Linked DNA regions of Triticum aestivum: region 2 is linked to region 1. The links are chromatin contacts, called in public HiCAR-type maps. All regions are on one chromosome and are shown on one strand. The core of a region is the stretch at or near the end of the contact, and the rest is flanking DNA. Distances in the headings are between cores, read along the strand shown.

What was found. HiCAR-type assays count read pairs that join an accessible place to other places.
Region 2: a contact with region 1 is called in a HiCAR-type map of leaf, with 5 times the contacts expected there. The contact joins two enhancer-like sites. A contact is called at or near these places in 4 of 5 Hi-C or Micro-C datasets (leaf, root and an unstated tissue) and 1 of 1 datasets of contacts at active chromatin or transcription factors (leaf).

What each region holds. Positions count from the first base shown.
Region 1 is chr4B:426,059,148-426,063,284 of IWGSC CS RefSeq v2.1, forward strand. No RefSeq gene overlaps it. Among protein-coding and RNA genes, the nearest start is that of LOC123092503, 44 kb to the right of the region's middle. Within about 2 kb of position 1,969, at least 1 of the 8 cell types and tissues checked has an H3K27ac peak or open chromatin away from gene starts, as enhancers often do.
Region 2 is chr4B:426,098,370-426,102,058 of IWGSC CS RefSeq v2.1, forward strand. It overlaps LOC123092503, which reads right to left. Exons shown (of 2, transcript XM_044514298.1): 2 at 3,090-3,570. The coding sequence ends at 3,302. Among protein-coding and RNA genes, the nearest start is that of LOC123092503, 5.1 kb to the right of the region's middle. Within about 2 kb of position 1,567, at least 2 of the 8 cell types and tissues checked have an H3K27ac peak or open chromatin away from gene starts, as enhancers often do.

The sequences.
Region 1 (4,137 bases), core at 719-3,218:
GGCACTGCACTAAAATGGACCTAAAGAGCGCGAAAACTATCCAAAAATAGTGTAACCACGGTGAGTTGAACTCACTACCTACACATCCTACAGGTGTTCTGCTAACCACTAAGACGAGCGGAAGGAAGTGACTAAGCTCAGCGCTAAAGCATTAAAACCTATTATAGCCGCTCTTACATGCTTTTCTTTAAATAAAATTAAAAGTTCACAGATTTCAGAAAAGGTTCATTAACATGCTAAAAAACTTTCCCCTATTCAAGAAAAGTTCAATGATGTTGAAAAAAGTTCATCAATTTTAAAAAATAGTTCACCAACAAATAAAAAACATGTTCATCAAAATCTTGAAAAAAGTTCACCAATTTCAAAAAAGTTCACCAAACTGAAAAATGTTCATAAACTTCGAAAACAATTCATTGAATTTAAAAAAAGTTCATGGAATTTGAAAATAGTTCACTGATTTTGCAAAAAGTTCATGGAATCTGAAAAAAAATCATCAAATTAAAAAAAATCATCGACTTTGAAAAAGTTGATCAAAATTCAAAAAAAAATAATAATTCAAAAACAGTTAATCATTTGTAAAAAAGTTCATCGCATTTGAAAAAAATTAATAGAATTTGAAAAAAGTTCATCAATTTTGAAGAAATTTCACCAAATTTGAAAAATAGTTCATCGAGTTGTAAAAGTTCATTGAATATGAAAAATAAAAACATACAGGGAGAAACAAAAAAAAAAGCAAAACAGAAATCAGAAAAACGGAAGAAAACCGGGTAAAAGAAAATCCCCGGAACCCAGCCTAGAAAACCAGAGAAAAAGAGCCAAACTGGGGCTCCCGCGCACTCATGTATAGATAAAGATGCTGAAAAAGAAGAGACCAAACAGATGTCGACCGATTTTCAAGATGGTTAGTATGGTTCGCGCTGAAAGAAGGGTTGAGATATCGAATCCCGCGGAGCACTCCTTTTTTTGTTTTTTCGAAAAACAAATGGGCCGGCCCAGCTTACGCCGCTGCAGGCGCCGGTTAAGCGCCTGCAGCGCCGAATAGGACTTGCCGATTTTGCGGCCACGGAGGAGTACCGAACTGTTGTTGAATATGGGCTATCATCATTCCTGAATGACAGCTAATCACAAAACGAACTAGGCGTGCCTAGCAGAAATAATCGAAGTTGCTAAAAAAAAGAGCAGAAATAGTCGAAGAGTACAAAAATCACGTTGGCAGCCGGCAAGACCGGTCTCTGATGAGTCGTGAGGCATCGCATTGCTCACTTTGCTCAAACAGCCCACGAGATAGGAAAACCGGACAACATCAGCGAACAAAAGTGAGCTGTCTCCAGGCTCCAATACATAGACACACAGGTAACTTGGCACCTAGTCCAACGTTTTCTATAAGTCCTAAAACTGAGCCGATCAAGGCCCTATTGTATGATCGATCATTTTTTTTTTTTGAGGATTTTATGATCGATCTTTTGATGCATGCGAGGTGAGATGAGATTATTCTAAGGTTCGGTTGGTGCTCCGTAGTGCCACACGTGCGAGTGGGAGAGCACGTCCATTTGGACATGTTCAAGATGGGGACTTGGGGAATCGCGATACTGTACACAAACAAAGCGAAGTTGATGATTCTAGATAAGATCGCCTGAAAGCGACCATGGATCTGATCAGCTGTTAGTCGAAAATTAAAGAATGTCTAGGCCAATTATATACATGCCCACAGGGCCAGATGAAGATGAGATGCATTCTTCCAAGATACAAACATGGATCGATCAAGAAAAAGAAGCGTCATTAAATTACCGGTGCCTAAACCCTAACGGCCTGCAAGTCCAACAACGAAATCCATCGACGAGGGCGGTCGATCCATAGACGCACGTATCAAAGAACAGCAAAGTGCAGGCCAGCAGCACAGCAACAAGAACAACAACAGACGGAAAATAGCATCATTACTACATTAGGTTTAGGTTCAACAAAGAGGGCTAATATCTATCCATCCACAGATCCAGAAGACAATTAAGCTACACAATCAGACAGTTCTTTTTACCACTGGCACACGTACAACGAGAGGCATTATTTAGCGATAGTATAGCTGCATAGGCTCAAACTAACCATCTCGTGGTACGCACGCGCGCAGCCATGCTCGCTCGCTAGGAGTCGCCGCCGTTGCCGGTGTCCTCGTTTCCTCCTCCTCCCCCGCCGCCGCCGCCGGAAGTCGTTGGCGTCCCGCCGCCGCCGGTCCAGTCGGCGATGATGGTCTTGATGATGCTGCCTCTCTTGGGGTTCCGGTTCCCGTCGGGCTTCGGCCTCAGGCCCTGGCCGCCATCCTGCCCATCCATGGCGTCGCGCGCGTGCAAGGAAGCCCCGGCCGGCCGGCCCAGAGAAACGTCGGCGAGTGGACGAGTGTGGTGGGTGCGCGCGTGCGAGCTGGAGTGGGAGCTATGCGCCTATGAGCAAGTGGTCGGCTTTATAGCGCTAAACACAGTAGCATTGTTAATTGTTAGGACAATCTTCTGATTTGGCGCTCCGTGCATGAAGTATTCTTGCATCCAGACCGGCGACTAATCCACGACGATGACGCCTTGGGATGGGAGTGGGTGGTTCAGTGTGATTCCTGTACAATGCAGGGTCTATCGGGAGGTAGTACTAGTGTACTAGCTTAACTTTGAAGCAATGCGTGTGTGATCGGATAAACAGAGGCAAATTGATGGTGTGCATCATCTGGGGGTATTTTATGTTATAAGCTAAAAAATAGGGTTCTCTAAAAAAATCACGGAGAGGAAAACTGAAGCACTCCACTCCCTCGTTCTCCTTGTCGGCATGTGCGTCATCGCGTGTGACGTGGTCCTGCTACGTCACAGCCACATACTGTTACTACAGGGTCTACGAATTCTCGCGTACATACGAGGCGTATAACATTTGTGCCTTCCAAGTATTGAAGTTTTATGTTTCAGAAAGAGAGTGTACATGTTTCAGAAGAGAGTATGAAGGAGTTGAAGAAAGTACGTGGAGCAGAGTCATACACGGTGCGAGTCTGTGACGTGATTGTTTGTGCATTAACTCTGCAATTAGTGTGTGACTTCCGTGATCTGCTTCCCCATGGTCGCATCATCTTTTCCTTTCGATCGATATAGCAGTCAGAATGATCCTAATCTGGCGGCTTAGCTACCAAAAAAAATTATCTGGAACCGCTACCTACCGTTTCTTAGTCGCCACTCCTTTCTTGTCACTGTCGACTGTCGTACGTAGGTCTCGCTGGTTGTGACATCTGCACGTGGCCATGAACGACTTTCTTGTCACGGGCGCCGGCTCTAGCGGATATTGTGCCCGCAGAGCGACCGCCACGCACATTTTCTGGATTGAAGGTGGCGAGGACATGATTTTTATCTATGGCCAGTTCGTTCGCCACCCTTGTTTTCTGTGGAGCAGATAAAATCAGGCTCGTCCAATGGACACGTGCGAGCTGAGAGATTGTAGAGGATAAGAACGTGCTGCACTGCGTCCGATTGGATGGTGAAGTGAAGGATGCGCATTGCACTTGCCAGCTGTGTTAGGTTGTCGTGAAGAGATAAAATAAGCACAAAGAGATTAAGGGTGCATCATCGACGTCGACGATGACAATAGATTCACGTTATGTGAAGGCTTTCTTAGCTCTGAAGGCGTCGGGCTACCTTCCAAAAGAGGAATCAAAAGCGTGAGATCTCGGGCCTACAAACAATGGCGACGAGCAGAAGAGGCGGGACAAATGAATTCCTCTGGATCGCGACGCTAGCTACAAAGCAATCAAACTAGATCCATGGTGGATCGCTTCGGTCGAGTCCAGTGTATCCGACCCGGAAATGGCGGTCTTTGTTTCTCTGTCTTGAATTCGGCTCAGTCCGTCAGTCGCACGCGAATCTTTGAAACGAACGACTGAGCTAGCGATGAAAACCACGAGTGAAGCACATGAACCTCGACTCCAAAGGGAAAAGATGACCAACATGAACTTGGATATTTGGTCGTGGCGTTCGTTGGCCGTGAAGGTGGGAATTAACCGTGATGCCGCACAGCCACACGCACACTGTGCAAACAGCATATGCTCTACATACATGACACTACTGTCAGCACGCATCTACATCAAAATGATCAAATGAATTCCTCTAGATTCCCCCA
Region 2 (3,689 bases), core at 317-2,816, 39 kb after region 1:
TTCCAGCTAACCATGATCGCCTCCAAAACAATACTACTACACGTGCCGACGATCACTCGCCGATATCATCAGCTCAAAAGCGCCGCACCCGCACGGCACGAAAGAGCAAAAATTCCCCCTCTGCTTTATTCGGCGGGGTCGGCCACTTGGGATACCAAAAGAGCCTCTGCTTTCTAGGTTTTTTTTTTTTTTTTGCAATTTCTGCTTTCTAGGGTTTCGTTGGCAAATTTGTGGATGATGTTGATTGCGGCATGGAGGGCCCTTGCAGGAGGAGAAGACTTGGCCGCGAAGCACCTCGACCTCGATGTTTACACGCCCGCCTGGGCGGGCACCCCAGGTGTCGTTGCCTCATGGCCATGGGGTGAGCTGGGGAGATTGTGCGCCCACCAGCCAATCAGCGCCTGTGGAAATGCCATGCCACCGGTAAAAATAGGGACACGGGGATGACTTGTCAACGACGAACGCAGTCGATGCGGGGCAATGCAGGAGTTGTTGTTCATCGGTTGAACCCTGACGCTGACGGTCTGGGACGACGGATGATGCAGCCTGTGATTACCTTTCGCTGCTTGTCGTACCACAAGCTTGATAAATTTGGTTTTGTTCATGGTGTTAGCTTTAATAACTTTGTTACTGCTGTTTCGTTATCCTGTGATGATGGTGTAACCTCGCCAATCTTGGACATGCAGGCGAGAAAAGGTCATTGAGTGAATGTACCATGTACTCTGCGACGGAGATGCAGAGAAGAAATTCAAGTGCAGAAACCAGAGTACACACCATAGACAGACAACACCAGAAAGGCCAGAAATTCATGACAAGTTCATCACTCAATGGCAATTACGTACAGTAGCATATACAACAACACATACATACACCCACCCGCAACAAAGGATCCAAAATCACTGCGAGGCTACGGACTCCACAAGTTGGCCAAAAGCTGCTGCGGAATCACAACGGAATTCCACACAGCCAGAAAAAACGAAAATGTTTATTCCCCTCCAACACCCCCTACCGTACCTGCGAACCCTCGTCCACCCTCATCCCGCGCTCCAACAGAACGGCTTCCGCTCAAGAACAAGAACCGGGCCTGCAGCAATTCTTGACTCTTTCTTTTCTTCAGAGATCATCAGACTCCATATATCCATATCCATCCCTCCTTCCCCGGGCCGGATCAACCACCGGGCGCGACGCGGCGGCCGCCGCTGCCGCTGCCGCCTTCCTTGGCCCTGGCCTTGCCTCCCTTCTGCTCGCCTCCGGCTGCCTTGCGGTTGCGTGCGAGGCACGGGAAGAGGCACGCGAATATGCTCGCCTTCACCTGCCCGCGCCTCGGCAGAGGCCGCCTCGAGTCGCCCTGCCGCTCCATTGCTGGCTGCTGCTGGCGCCTTCTTGCTCCGAAGGCCAGGAAGAAGAAGGGTCGAGAGAAGAGCGCGTGAAGGTTGGCGTGTGGGCTTGTGCTTGTGTGCGATGTGAGGGGAGTGACCGCTAGAGTCGCGCCCTTTTATAGCCAAGGTTCCTTGGGATGCAAGCAGCTGCTCTCCACAGTTCGAGCTCCATCTTGTGGAAACTTTAGGGTTTGGGCTTGGGCCTCGGCCCTGGCTCGAGCCTCAACTTTGGGATGTCACTGTACTGCCTGGGCAAATCTTTCTGCGTACGCTACCTTCAGACTGAAGATCTAAGTCAGATACGCGCCAGCCTGGTGTGTTTAGCCACTGTTACTTGTCAATCCAGCACTCCAGCCCGGTAGCAGATAACTCATCAGCAAGCAAGCCTGGCCTGGGTAGAAAAAAAAATTGGTGTTTTGGGTTGGGTCGCTGCAGGATTCTGTCTGAAAAATGCTGGGTCGCGCCACTAACTGACCAGGTTCTCAAGTTCAACACTCCAGCTGGAATGACATAGAAAACCATGCCACTGTCTGCCTGCCTACGGTGCGTGGATATAGTTTAAGCACTAACCTACCCATGGCCATGGGCCATGGCACTAGAAGAAAACCGAGATTTTCTGGATCACAACTTTCAGCATCGACCGCTCAGGTCGGGCTTGCAAGTGCCCAAACACAGGGCATAAAATAAGATAACCTGCAGGAAAAGCCGTACAATGATGCACTAGGAGCGAACTAAAATACAGCGGCGGATGGACAGAGATGTTACAAGGAAAATTATTTTGTACGCCCGGGGAGCAGTTGACTTGAATTCCACACTGTGACCTTCGGACCAACCTATATATTCTGTTCGCATTGGGGAAAAAGTCTTCGCTCTCTCGGGATGGACAAATTTTCTCTTCACATTTCAGAAGTGTCTGGAATCTCTAAGGCAGTGCACGGTAACAAAAGTACTAACAAGAGATCAGAGGAGCAGGAGACATAACTACTGCAGTAATTAGCAATCAGTTACTCGTGTTACTTTTTTGAAATGTAAGCAGCATATATTAATTTTCCAGTGTTAATTGTAGGCTAGAATCGCCACAATCCACAGGAGAGCAAGACCTTGGCCATTACTCAATGTTTAAAGGATGAGAAGTCCAATTTTCAGAGGGAAGGATGGAAATGCCTTTGTCTGACTTGTTCCAAGATGCTGGACACAGATCTGATGACCAGGTCTTGAAAGACAAGATGAGATGGTCCTGATCATGTTTATTTTTTATATCTAATTCCGTCTAAGAGTCTAACTACAAGATGTAGACACACTCTGTTTTGATGCCTCCAGTGTAAGCGGCAAAGCCTAATTATTTAGGGGATGGGAAATAAGGTAAGTTAAATTGCTTTACATCTGAGCAAGATTCCTGCTTATCTGGTGCTTATTACTATATGAAGCTAGTGAACTGGCCTTTTGACTTGAATTTGGCGCAATGAAAACGTGCTTCTCTTGGGTTCCCTCAGATTACTAGATGCTCTGCACATGTCCACTTGCTCAAGCATTACCATTTACCAACAATACAAGCTACCCATCACTAAATAATACAACTAATATTAGATGATCCGTTGGTCACACCTGATGACCTGAAGTTACTAGGAAGTGAGAACTATGAAAAATTCACATCAGGATAAATAATCATGAATGCTGTTCAGCATATTATTCTAGGTGACCCAGTATTTCTTGGTTATAATGGAAGATTAAAGAGGATCCAATTGATGTACAGTTGAAGAAAATCACCAAAATGAAGGAGTACTCTATTATGATCTATTAGAATGTGCTTGAAGCAATACAGAACCATGATATACTTCGTATAGTACAAACTAAATGTACAATACAGACTTCCAAGTAGAATCTTCGGCCTACGGCTCACCTGTTATCTGTCACTTCAGCAGTTACTTGGGTGGGACAACCAATGTATAGATTAGCAATGCCGAAACGATGATAATCGCCCCTACCAAGGTAAATCTTGGGCTTGTCCACAACATCAAGTTAGACCTCTCAGCTCTTTTGATTGGATCGACTTCTTCTGACAATGGATACTCACTGCGCCGTGGGTTCCAGGTCACATATTTGTTCGGTGAGAACTCTGAGAATAGGGTCTTCTTCCCTTTCTTCTTAAAGGTAGACCAAGCCTTATCCCAGTCAGTTGATGATGTGTCACCTGAAAAGTAAGACAGAGAAATGATTCAACCTGCAAACATGTTTTCATCATATACAAAATTCGGCAATCAAATGTGGATGTTTTCACCGGTAAACAGTGCGATGATTATATCTCTTTCA